Linked DNA regions of Bombyx mori: region 1 is linked to region 2. Evidence: chromatin contacts called from public Hi-C data. All regions are on one chromosome and are shown on one strand. Each heading gives the region's core, a stretch centred on a gene start, on an enhancer-like site or on the middle of the called end of the contact. The rest is flanking DNA. Distances are from core to core; before and after follow the strand shown.

What was found. A called contact is a pair of places that touch in the nucleus more often than the background predicts.
Region 1: a contact with region 2 is called in a Hi-C map of midgut, with 1.6 times the contacts expected there. The contact joins two enhancer-like sites. A contact is called at or near these places in 2 of 7 Hi-C or Micro-C datasets (midgut and whole pupa).

The regions. Positions count from the first base shown.
Region 1 is chr24:18,370,366-18,375,263 of ASM3026992v2, reverse strand. All of the region lies in intron 3 of LOC101740963 (AT-rich interactive domain-containing protein 5B), which reads right to left. Among protein-coding and RNA genes, the nearest start is that of LOC101740817, 53 kb to the left of the region's middle. Within about 2 kb of position 2,958, at least 7 of the 8 cell types and tissues checked have open chromatin away from gene starts, as enhancers often do.
Region 2 is chr24:18,309,615-18,314,496 of ASM3026992v2, reverse strand. All of the region lies in intron 1 of LOC101740963 (AT-rich interactive domain-containing protein 5B), which reads right to left. Among protein-coding and RNA genes, the nearest start is that of LOC101740963, 4.0 kb to the right of the region's middle. Within about 2 kb of position 3,461, at least 8 of the 8 cell types and tissues checked have open chromatin away from gene starts, as enhancers often do.

The sequences.
Region 1 (4,898 bases), core at 1,709-4,208, 61 kb before region 2:
GTCGTCAACCTGTTGGTCTGGTTCAAAATATACGGATATGAGTGTAGTCTTCCAGTCTTCAGCTCCGACTTCCACCACGGCGATGTTGTTTGTTGTATACTTTGGGTGAGCTCTGGCGTATATATCTGGATTTAATATCATTATCGCCGCTTTCACTACTTTGTCTTTGCCATCGGCCTGGAAGACCCTCACTCCCCGGTAATTCTTAACCACTCTCCTACCACCCACGTACGGTTCTTGTACTAGCACGAAGTCGAACTTCGTTTTGTTGGCTTCTATTATGACCTCATTTGTTGCAAGTTCCTTGCGTTGGAGGTTAACCTGGGCCAATTTGTAGATTTTGGTCTCCGTCTCTGGGGTTTTACTGTGGGATGGTGAGCCATGCTGTCCACTGTGGTCGCCCTTAGCAGTACGCCGTTGTAGCCCTGGCTAGCGCGTCCCATTTTCGCCGCACTGGGCACTCAGCACTAAATGCGTTGTGCTCGGTGTCTCCGAGTTTGGCTGATGCGCAGTTCCTGCATACTGGGGCCGCCTACCTGGCGTTAAGTGGTTACTGGAGCCCATAGACATCAACAACGTAAATGCACCACCCACCTTGAGATGAGTTCTAAGGTCTCAGTATAGTTACAACGGCTGCCCCACCCTTCAAACCGAAACGCATTACTGCTTCACGGCAGAAATAGGCAGGGTGGTGGTACCTATCCGCATTGACTCACAAGAGGTCCTACCACAGTAATTACGCAAATTATAATTTTGCGAGTTTGATTTTTATTACACGATGTTATTACTTCACCGTGGAAGTCAATCGTGAACATTTGTTAAGTACGTATTTCATTAGAAAAATTGGTACCCGCCTGCGGGATTCGAACACCGGTGCATCGCTTCAACACGAATGCACCGGACGTCTTATCATTTAGGCCACAACGACTTCGAATATAATTAATTGAAATCATAAGTTTGTACATTATTATGGTGCTATTGTCAAAGACTATTATACTTCTATAATCACAGATTTCGCCAAGACTACATTATAGACAAATAATATTAAGGACAAACAATATTAATCTATTCTCAATTTGACCACAGACTTTAAACAATAAGAAAAGTTTGACAATAAACAAATAGTATGCATGCGTGTGTGTGTCAAATACACGTTAGTGTATGTAATGTTTTTTTTATATTGATTTAATTTTTTTTTATATTGATTTATTATGGTAGGCAGCGGCTTGGCTCTGCCCCTGGCATTGCTGACGTCCATGAGCGACGGTAACCTCTGGGTCTGCGGAGGGACTTCGGTTCCCTCTGTATTTTGTACCGTATGTTCCATGGGGAGTGCTCTGAGGAATTGTTCGAGATGATGCCGGCATCTCGTTTTTACCATCGCACCGCCCGCCACCGGAGTAGAGTTCATCCATACTACCTGGAGCCACTGCGGTCATCCACAGTGCGTTTCCAGAGGTTTTTTTTGCCACGTGCCATCCGGCTATGGAATGAGCTCCCCTTCACGGTGTTTCCCGAGCGCTATGACATGTCCTTCTTCAAACGAAGCTTGTGGAGAGTATTAAGCGGTAGGCAGCGGCTTGGCTCTGCTCCTGGCATTGCTGAAGTCCATGGGCGACGGTAACCACTCACCATCAGGTGGTCCATATGCTCGACTGCCTACAATGGCAATAAAAAAAAAAATTTTTTTTGATGCATAATTTAAAAAAATATTAACATTCTGCACTACTTCTCTATATTGTCGTTGCAAATTTGAAATCTCCTATGAGTTTAAAATGTAGTTTTCGAGAAAATCTAAAATAAAACTATCTCCTGAAGAACAAAAATGCAAATATTTTTTTTAACACATAGCATACTTTGATCTACAATAAAATGCAAACCGACACTTAGCATTTTTTTGAGATTGACGCGTAATATAGTGAAATATTAAGATATGTATGCACACGGGAGTTTTTGCTGAGTTATAGGTACCAACTTCAAAATAACTTTCATAATATATGAAAACATTATTTTGGCCCGAAATGTCACATAGGAGATTTTAAATTGGCAACGACGATATTCTCTATAAGTGTCCTAAATTTCATGCTCCTCCATCCGCGCAATTTTCCTAAAAATGGGTACAAAGTTTTTGTTTCACGTGTTAAATTAATATAATAATAAATTAATAGTATCAAAACCGTTCGGGCGTAGTAATATGACAATGCGATGACGTCACGCGACAACAAAATGGCCGACTTCTCATTGAACGCAAAACGCTGCTTGGTACTCATTTAGATTATACTTGAGAATTAAAAGTAAAATCTGTTTGACGTTTCTTATGATTGGCGGGCGGGTCACTTTCGCCGGTGAAATAAATACAAGAGACCTACGACATCTCAGGGAGGACACGTCATTTCGGATCCTCCCGATCCACTAACGGTGCTTTTAGGTAGCTCAAGCACCGTTCTCGTCGGACCCGTCGCTTGCGACGAAGGGCTCGACGAGTGAATTAACCTACAGACACAGCCCACTGAGTTTCTCGTCGGATCTTCTCAGTGGGTCGCGTTTCCGATCCGGTGGTAGATTCTGCGAAGCACTGCTCTTGCTAGGGCCAGTGTTGGCATCACTCCGGTTAGAGCCCCGTGAGCTCACCTATTAGCTAAGGTTACGCTGAAATAGCCTTTTAAGGCTATCCTATCAGCTTAGGTAAGAAAAAAAAAGATAGCCACGAGTGAAACTCACGCAGTTCAGTGTGCTTTGTGCGAGTTTTTTAACTTTCTCGATAGCGTAAAAGTTAACCCAATTTTGTATGGAGTCGGAACAGCGCCCCTAGCGGCAAACGTAGGCAAACGAACCCATTCAATATGAGTTAACTTTTACGCTATCGAGAACGTTAAAAAAAACTCGCACTAAGCACACTCTGAGTACCTACGTATTCGTGTCATATTTAAGTTCGCTTATCGATTGAATGCTAATAATAGAATGATGTCGGGACTTGGCCCGAGGCACGAGCGGAGCGGACAGCGTGTTTGGTGTGGTACAAACAAATTATTAAAAACACGCACACATAAAACTTTTTTTATTGCCTAGTTGGGTAGACGAGCTCTCAGCCCACCTGGTGTTGAGTGGTTATCGGAGCCCATAGACATCTACAACGTAAATGCGCCACCCACCTTGAGAAATACTTTCTAAGGTCTCAGTATAGTTACAACGGCTGTCCCACCTTTCAAACCGAAACGCATTACTGCCTTACGGCAGAATTGGGCAGGATGGTGGTACCTACCCGCGCGGACTCACAAGTCCTTCTGTGTGTCAATCAGATGTCAATTCGTCCAGCTTTGTGTGGTTGGGACTTAAGCTGACAATTTCCCCCTTTAGATGGAATCAGCTAACCGAAGCCAGACTTCTTCTGTCGGTCCTCGTCTGACGACGTGTGGGTTTAGGATCGCACGATCGTACCGCGCCCCCGCGCGGATTATTGACCGGCCATAACCGGAACTTGTAACCGGTTTTGGGAGGCTTAAACCGGTTAATGTTTTTGATAATCGAGAAGTTTTATTTTTTTATTTGATTCGTTTTTTTCGTGAACAGATTAAAGTTTAATCTTTTTAGAAATTTATTTATTTATTCACAAATCAGACGGTAGTTATCAAGTCATCGGTAGTTCGAGAGTACGGAACCCGAAATTCGGAGCGAATATATAATAATATGTATTATAAATCACAAATATTATATTATTATTATATAATAGAGTAAAAAAATACTAGATGATGACCGAGTTTTGCTCGTTTTTTTTTTATTGATAACGCCATCTTGTGTGTCCTTAAAGCGGCTAGTTGCCCTCAATTAAGAAAAATAGTTTTATTATTCGCTAATAGATGTCGGGAAGAGTTGATTATTGAAAACACGAATAAAATAACATTTTCTGAAAATAAATCGTAGCTAGATCGATTTATCGCCCCCGAAATCCCCTGTATACTAAATTTTATGAAAATCGTTGGGAGCCGTTTCCGAGATCAGATTATATATATAGATTTATATACAAGAATTTCTCGTTTAAAAATATGAGATGCATGCATGTAGTAAAAAGTGGTTATTTCAATATTACAAACAGACACTCCAATTTTATTTATATGTATAGATTATTAATTTATTTAGATGTTTATTTCGAAGCTTATTATCATTATTGGCACCATGACCGCTCATGAGTTTTAGTGAGCGATCGAGAACTGATTACGTGTGTGACGATAAGTTCGCGACGTAACGCGCATGACCCACCTTGAGACATGAGGTCTTGAGGTCTCGATCAGTATAGCGGCTGCCCCGTTGGAAACTGCTTCACGACACAAATGACGCATCGTGCATGACACACTTTGAGACATTCAGGTCATGAGGTCTCGATCTGTATAACAACTGCCCCGTTGGAAACTGCTTCATAGCACATATAACGCATCGTGTATGACCTACTTTAATACATGAGGTCATGAGGTCTCGATATGCTTAGCGGTTGCCCCGCTTCGCGACACAGATACATCATTATCCGTCGTCCAATTGAGAGTATTTTAACCGACTTCAAAAAAGGAGGAGGTTCTCAATTCGACGGTATGTTTTTTTTATTGTTTTTTATTTTTACTTCATAACTTTTGACTGGGTGAATCGATTTTTATGATTCTTTTTTTATTAGAAAGCTGACGCTTCCCGTGTGGTCGTTATATATAAGTTCTAAGATCTCAGTATAGTTACAACGGCTGCCCCACCCTTCAAACCGAAATGCATTACTGCTTCACGGCAGAAATAGGCAGGGTGGTGGTGGGGGTACCTTTTTTTTTTTTACCTACCCGCGCGGTCTCACAAGAGGTCCTACCACCAGTATAAAATAATAAATCACTTCTATAATGTTTACTCCATTCAAGTATCTG
Region 2 (4,882 bases), core at 2,212-4,711:
TTCGCATTATGGCGTCGCTAATAAGATTGAGTTGGAACCTGGTACGTCTGTTCGCATTCCGGGGAAGCTTCAGCAAACGCGTCTATTTAATTTAAAATGTTTTGATAATTACAAAGAAACCTGACTGACCGGTCACCGATAATTGTGACTTATCACGCTTTTAATAAACAAAATCCATGCCATTGATAAATACACATAAATTAGTTATAGATAAGCAACTCCAGCACTCAATAAAAATGTTTACGGGCATCGGCCACTAGATGGTTTCGCTTCGATTAGTTTCTCATTGCTCCTGTAGATGGCAGTAACATATTACTTATCCTATATTTTATTTTCAATAAAGGATTTTGTATATTTTGTACAACAAATAAAGACTTGTTTGATTTATATTTTATTTTATTTTCTGTGTTTAGTTATACAATAATTAAATGCATTAACTTTAACAGCATATACGTTTAGGGGCATCTGCTACAAGATGTCGCTAGTTTCCATACAACAAAATATTTGTCTTAGAGTATCGCAGTTTCAGGGGCCTGATCCACACTAATATTAGTCTTTTGTCAACTGTCAAAGTGACACTTGTCAAAATAATAGTAGTTCTATTTCTCCAACTGGAAAGGCAAAGGTATCATACCATACGGCCTAATCTTGTATTTTTTATTTATGATAAAAAATGAAAATATGCATTGAAATAAAATTAAGTTGATTAATTGGGAACAATAATCAATTGAAATTAAATTAAATGAGATGAGATTTTATGGGATGAAATATAGTCTCAGTAAAATTGTGGTCATTTACTGAGATTTTTTCAATGGACTTTTATGAGGGTCCCGAGAAGCTATGTCCGGCAGCTTTGTTTTATTTTGACCACATTATTCCACTTTCACTGATTCTAAACAGTTAACAAACCACCGTTATTACACATTTAAACCTGAAGAAACACTAAATAGACAAAATAAAACAATTCGCTCCCCGCGCTCCCGCCAAAAAGTCCTCACATTTGTCAAATGTAAATTTTGGATTCATTGTTGTTGTTTTAATGATATGGTGTTTTTTACTGTCATCTTATTTTATCTGTTTTATCATCTCAGAAGACAATGAGATATGCGCGAGTGGAAACAGTGTTGAGCAATAAATAGATAATTTTTATCAAAAACGTTCGTTTGATATGGTTTAATCCCATGTGATTTTTCTTCTGTATTATTTAGACGTTTTTTTTATTGCTTAAATGGGTGGACGAGTTTACAGCCCACCTGGTGTTAAGCGGTTACTGGAGCCTATAGACATCTACAACGTAAATGCGCCACCCATCTTGAGATATAAGTTCTAAGGTGTCAGTATAGTTACAACGGCTACCCCGCCCTTCAAACCGAAACGCATTACTGCTTCACGGCAGAAATGGACAGGGTGTTGGTACCTACCCGTGCGGACTCACAAGAGGTCCTACCACCAGTAATTGCATATTTCTGGCGTGAAGCAGTAATGCGGTTCGGTTTCAAGCGTGGGGCAGCCGTTGTAACTATACTGAGACCTCATAACTCATATCTCAAGTTGGGTGGTGGCATTTACGTTGTAGATGTATCTGGGCTCCGGTAATCACTTAAAACCAGGTGGGTTGTGAGCTCGTCCACTCATATATGCAATAAAAAAAGGACTTGTTAAAAGAAACATCACAACACCTAATCAATAAAAATGCCACATCTATATTTTTGTTTGACTTTCGTAAGTGCAAGGCATTCCGGTTTCAATACACACACACGAACACAGAACTAATTGTACAAATTTACTATAAGTTCCATTTTCGAAGATTACGTCCTTATCCGCTTAAGTTAAGGCTCACAAAATATTATTGAACGGCAAATATAAAATTTGCTGTCGCGTTCCACGAGTGCATCGTTTTCCAGCTACGTTGAAGTTTCATAGTAAAAGCGGACACAGTGTCAGATAACGCCAAATTCAAATGACACAGTGTCACATGATTTCGTAATGGAAACGCTTTTATGTGGACATGCGATGTACTGTTTAATCTTTCTATAATTGAATTTAATACTTTTGGTTTTTCTTTTAATTATACTATACACATAAATTGACAATTATCAAACGGTTTATTATAGAAAATGTTTTCTTTAAAAAACAAATCAATGGGGCGTGAAAACATTCGTAAATTATATGTATATGTAAGTAAGTTGCTTTACTTCTACGGCATTTAAACTGTATGTAAGATCTTTAAAGATATTAATTTTAAATTCCACTTACGAAATATATATTACAATAATTCAGAAGAAGTTTAGGATAATTCACATTTTATAAGTTTAATTTTTCAAAGAAAATTTATTATGAAATATTTCAAGTATCAAAACCATTTGGTCCGAGTAAAAGTCGATTTCCGATTTTAGCCTCATGTGTAGGTTACGTTGAAGATATTTTAATGTTTCATGTATTTATATAGACTGGGAGCTAGGTGATTCCCGCGACCTCACCCGCCTCTAGGAGAACTAGGGATCAGTACAGAGCTGTAAAGGACTGTGTCTACAGTAATGTAGACATGCTGTTAGTAGTACTCTCGCCTAGATGTAGGTCGGATACGTGTCTGTTTCTGTACGAGAAGAGCTCGGAATCAGTACAGAGCTGCAGGGAACTGTGTCTACAGTAGGGTAGTATAGGACTCTCAATTAGATGTAGGTCGGATCTGTGTCTGTTTGTGTACGAGAAGAGCTCAGGATCAGTACAGAGCTGCAGGGGACTGTGTCTACAGTAGGGTGGTATAGGACTCTCAATTAGATGTAGGTCGGATCTGTGTCTGTTTGTGTACGAGAAGAGCTCAGGATCAGTACAGAGCTGCAGGGGACTGTGTCTACAGTAGGGTGGTATAGGACTCTCAATTAGATGTAGGTCGGATCTGTGTCTGTTTGTGTACGAGAAGAGCTCAGGATCAGTACAGAGCTGCAGGGGACTGTGTCTACAGTAGGGTGGTATAGGACTCTCAATTAGATGTAGGTCGGATCTGTGTCTGTTTGTGTACGAGAAGAGCTCAGGATCAGTACAGAGCTGCAGAGGACTGTGTCTACAGTAGGGTAGTATAGGACTCTCAATTAGATGTAGGTCGGATCTGTGTCTGTTTGTGTACGAGAAGAGCTCAGGATCAGTACAGAGCTGCAGAGGACTGTGTCTACAGTAGGGTAGTATAGGACTCTCAATTAGATGTAGGTCGGATCTGTGTCTGTTTGTGTACGAGAAGAGCTCGGAATCAGTACAGAGCTGCAGGGGACTGTGTCTACAGTAGTGTAGTATAGGACTAGAGGCTAGATGTAGGTCGGATCTGTGTCTGTTTGTGTACGAGAAGAGCTAGGGATCAGTACAGAGCTGCAGGGTATTGTGAGTTTAATTATTATTATTTTTTTGGCGCCGGTGTGCAACGGCCTTTATCTCTGCTAATAATAATACGAACATACCTCTCCGTGCTAACGCGTAGTGACGGGACTAATTCAATGTCGATGAAGTGTTTATTATAACTTTAGCATCACTACAAAACTTTTGTTAAATTACGAAATATAACTTTACTTTTTCATTTTCGCAGTAGATGGGAACGAGCTCACGACTCACCTGGTGCTAAGCGGTTACTGGATAGACATCTACAGCGTAAATGCCGCCACTTACCTCGAGACATAAGTTCTAAGTATCAGTTCTATAGTACAAGGGCTTGCATACCACGCATTATAGCTTCGTGGCAGAAGTAGGCGAGACGGTGGTACCTATCCATGCGGGCTCACGTGATGACGTACGTACAGCTATTACGAAAACACAATGCGATCATCGACATCGACAGTCGATAATCCGTTGTTTCGGACAACCCTAATCGCGTATCCATTTAGTTTGACAAGCATTCGGTTTCATATATCCGTTGTTTTGAGTGTGTGCGTGAGGTCAGGGTTGGCGATGCGCTACATAAATAAGCACGCGGTTTTGGTGCTATTTTTTTAATAATAATAATAAATTAACACTTTATTTAACGTCATATGTACAGAGTAAGTATATAAAACAAATAATAGACGGTGACATAAATTGGCGTCCTTATCGCTGAAAGCGATCTCTTCCAGGCAACCTTGCAGGGAGAGGAATAAGCGAACGGGGCGGTGCTATATCTTAATAAACTTACATAAAAATATATACTTATATACATATGTTAAAAATAAATACAATATAAGATAGACTTACATACGATTAAATAGAAATAAATACTAAAAATATCCAAGTAAATACAAAATAAGTAGCAACTTGTACAGTTATATCGTAGGAGCCATATTATTGTGCAAGGTAGTGCGAGTTTAATTTGAACTTGAAAATTTCCGGCGAGGACGATCGTTTGATGCTTAAGGGTAGTAGTGCATTTTTTATTTTTTTTATTTCTTTGATTGATTGGCGAGCTCACAGCCCACCTGGTGTTAAGTGGTTACTGGAGCCCATAGACATCTACAACGCAAATGCGCCACCCACCACCCACTAAGTTGTAAGGTCTCAGTATAGTTACAACGGCTGCCCCACCCTTCGAGCCGAAACGCATTACTGATTAACGGCGGAAATAGGCAGGGTGGTGGTACCTACCCGTGCGGACTCACAAGAGGTCCTGCCACCAGTGAATAAGTATATGTATAGATATACACTTTAAGTTAATTGGTCTTAGTTCCTTTGTTTTTTTTTTCTTAGATGGGTGGACGAGCTCGCAGCCCACCCGGTCTTAGATGATTACTGGAGCTCATAGACATCTACGACGTAAAAGCGCCACACTCCTTGAGAAGTTCTAAAGATCTCGAGTATAGTTACAACGGCTGCTCCACCCTTCAAACAGAAACGCATTACTGCTTCACGGCAGAAACAGGCAGGG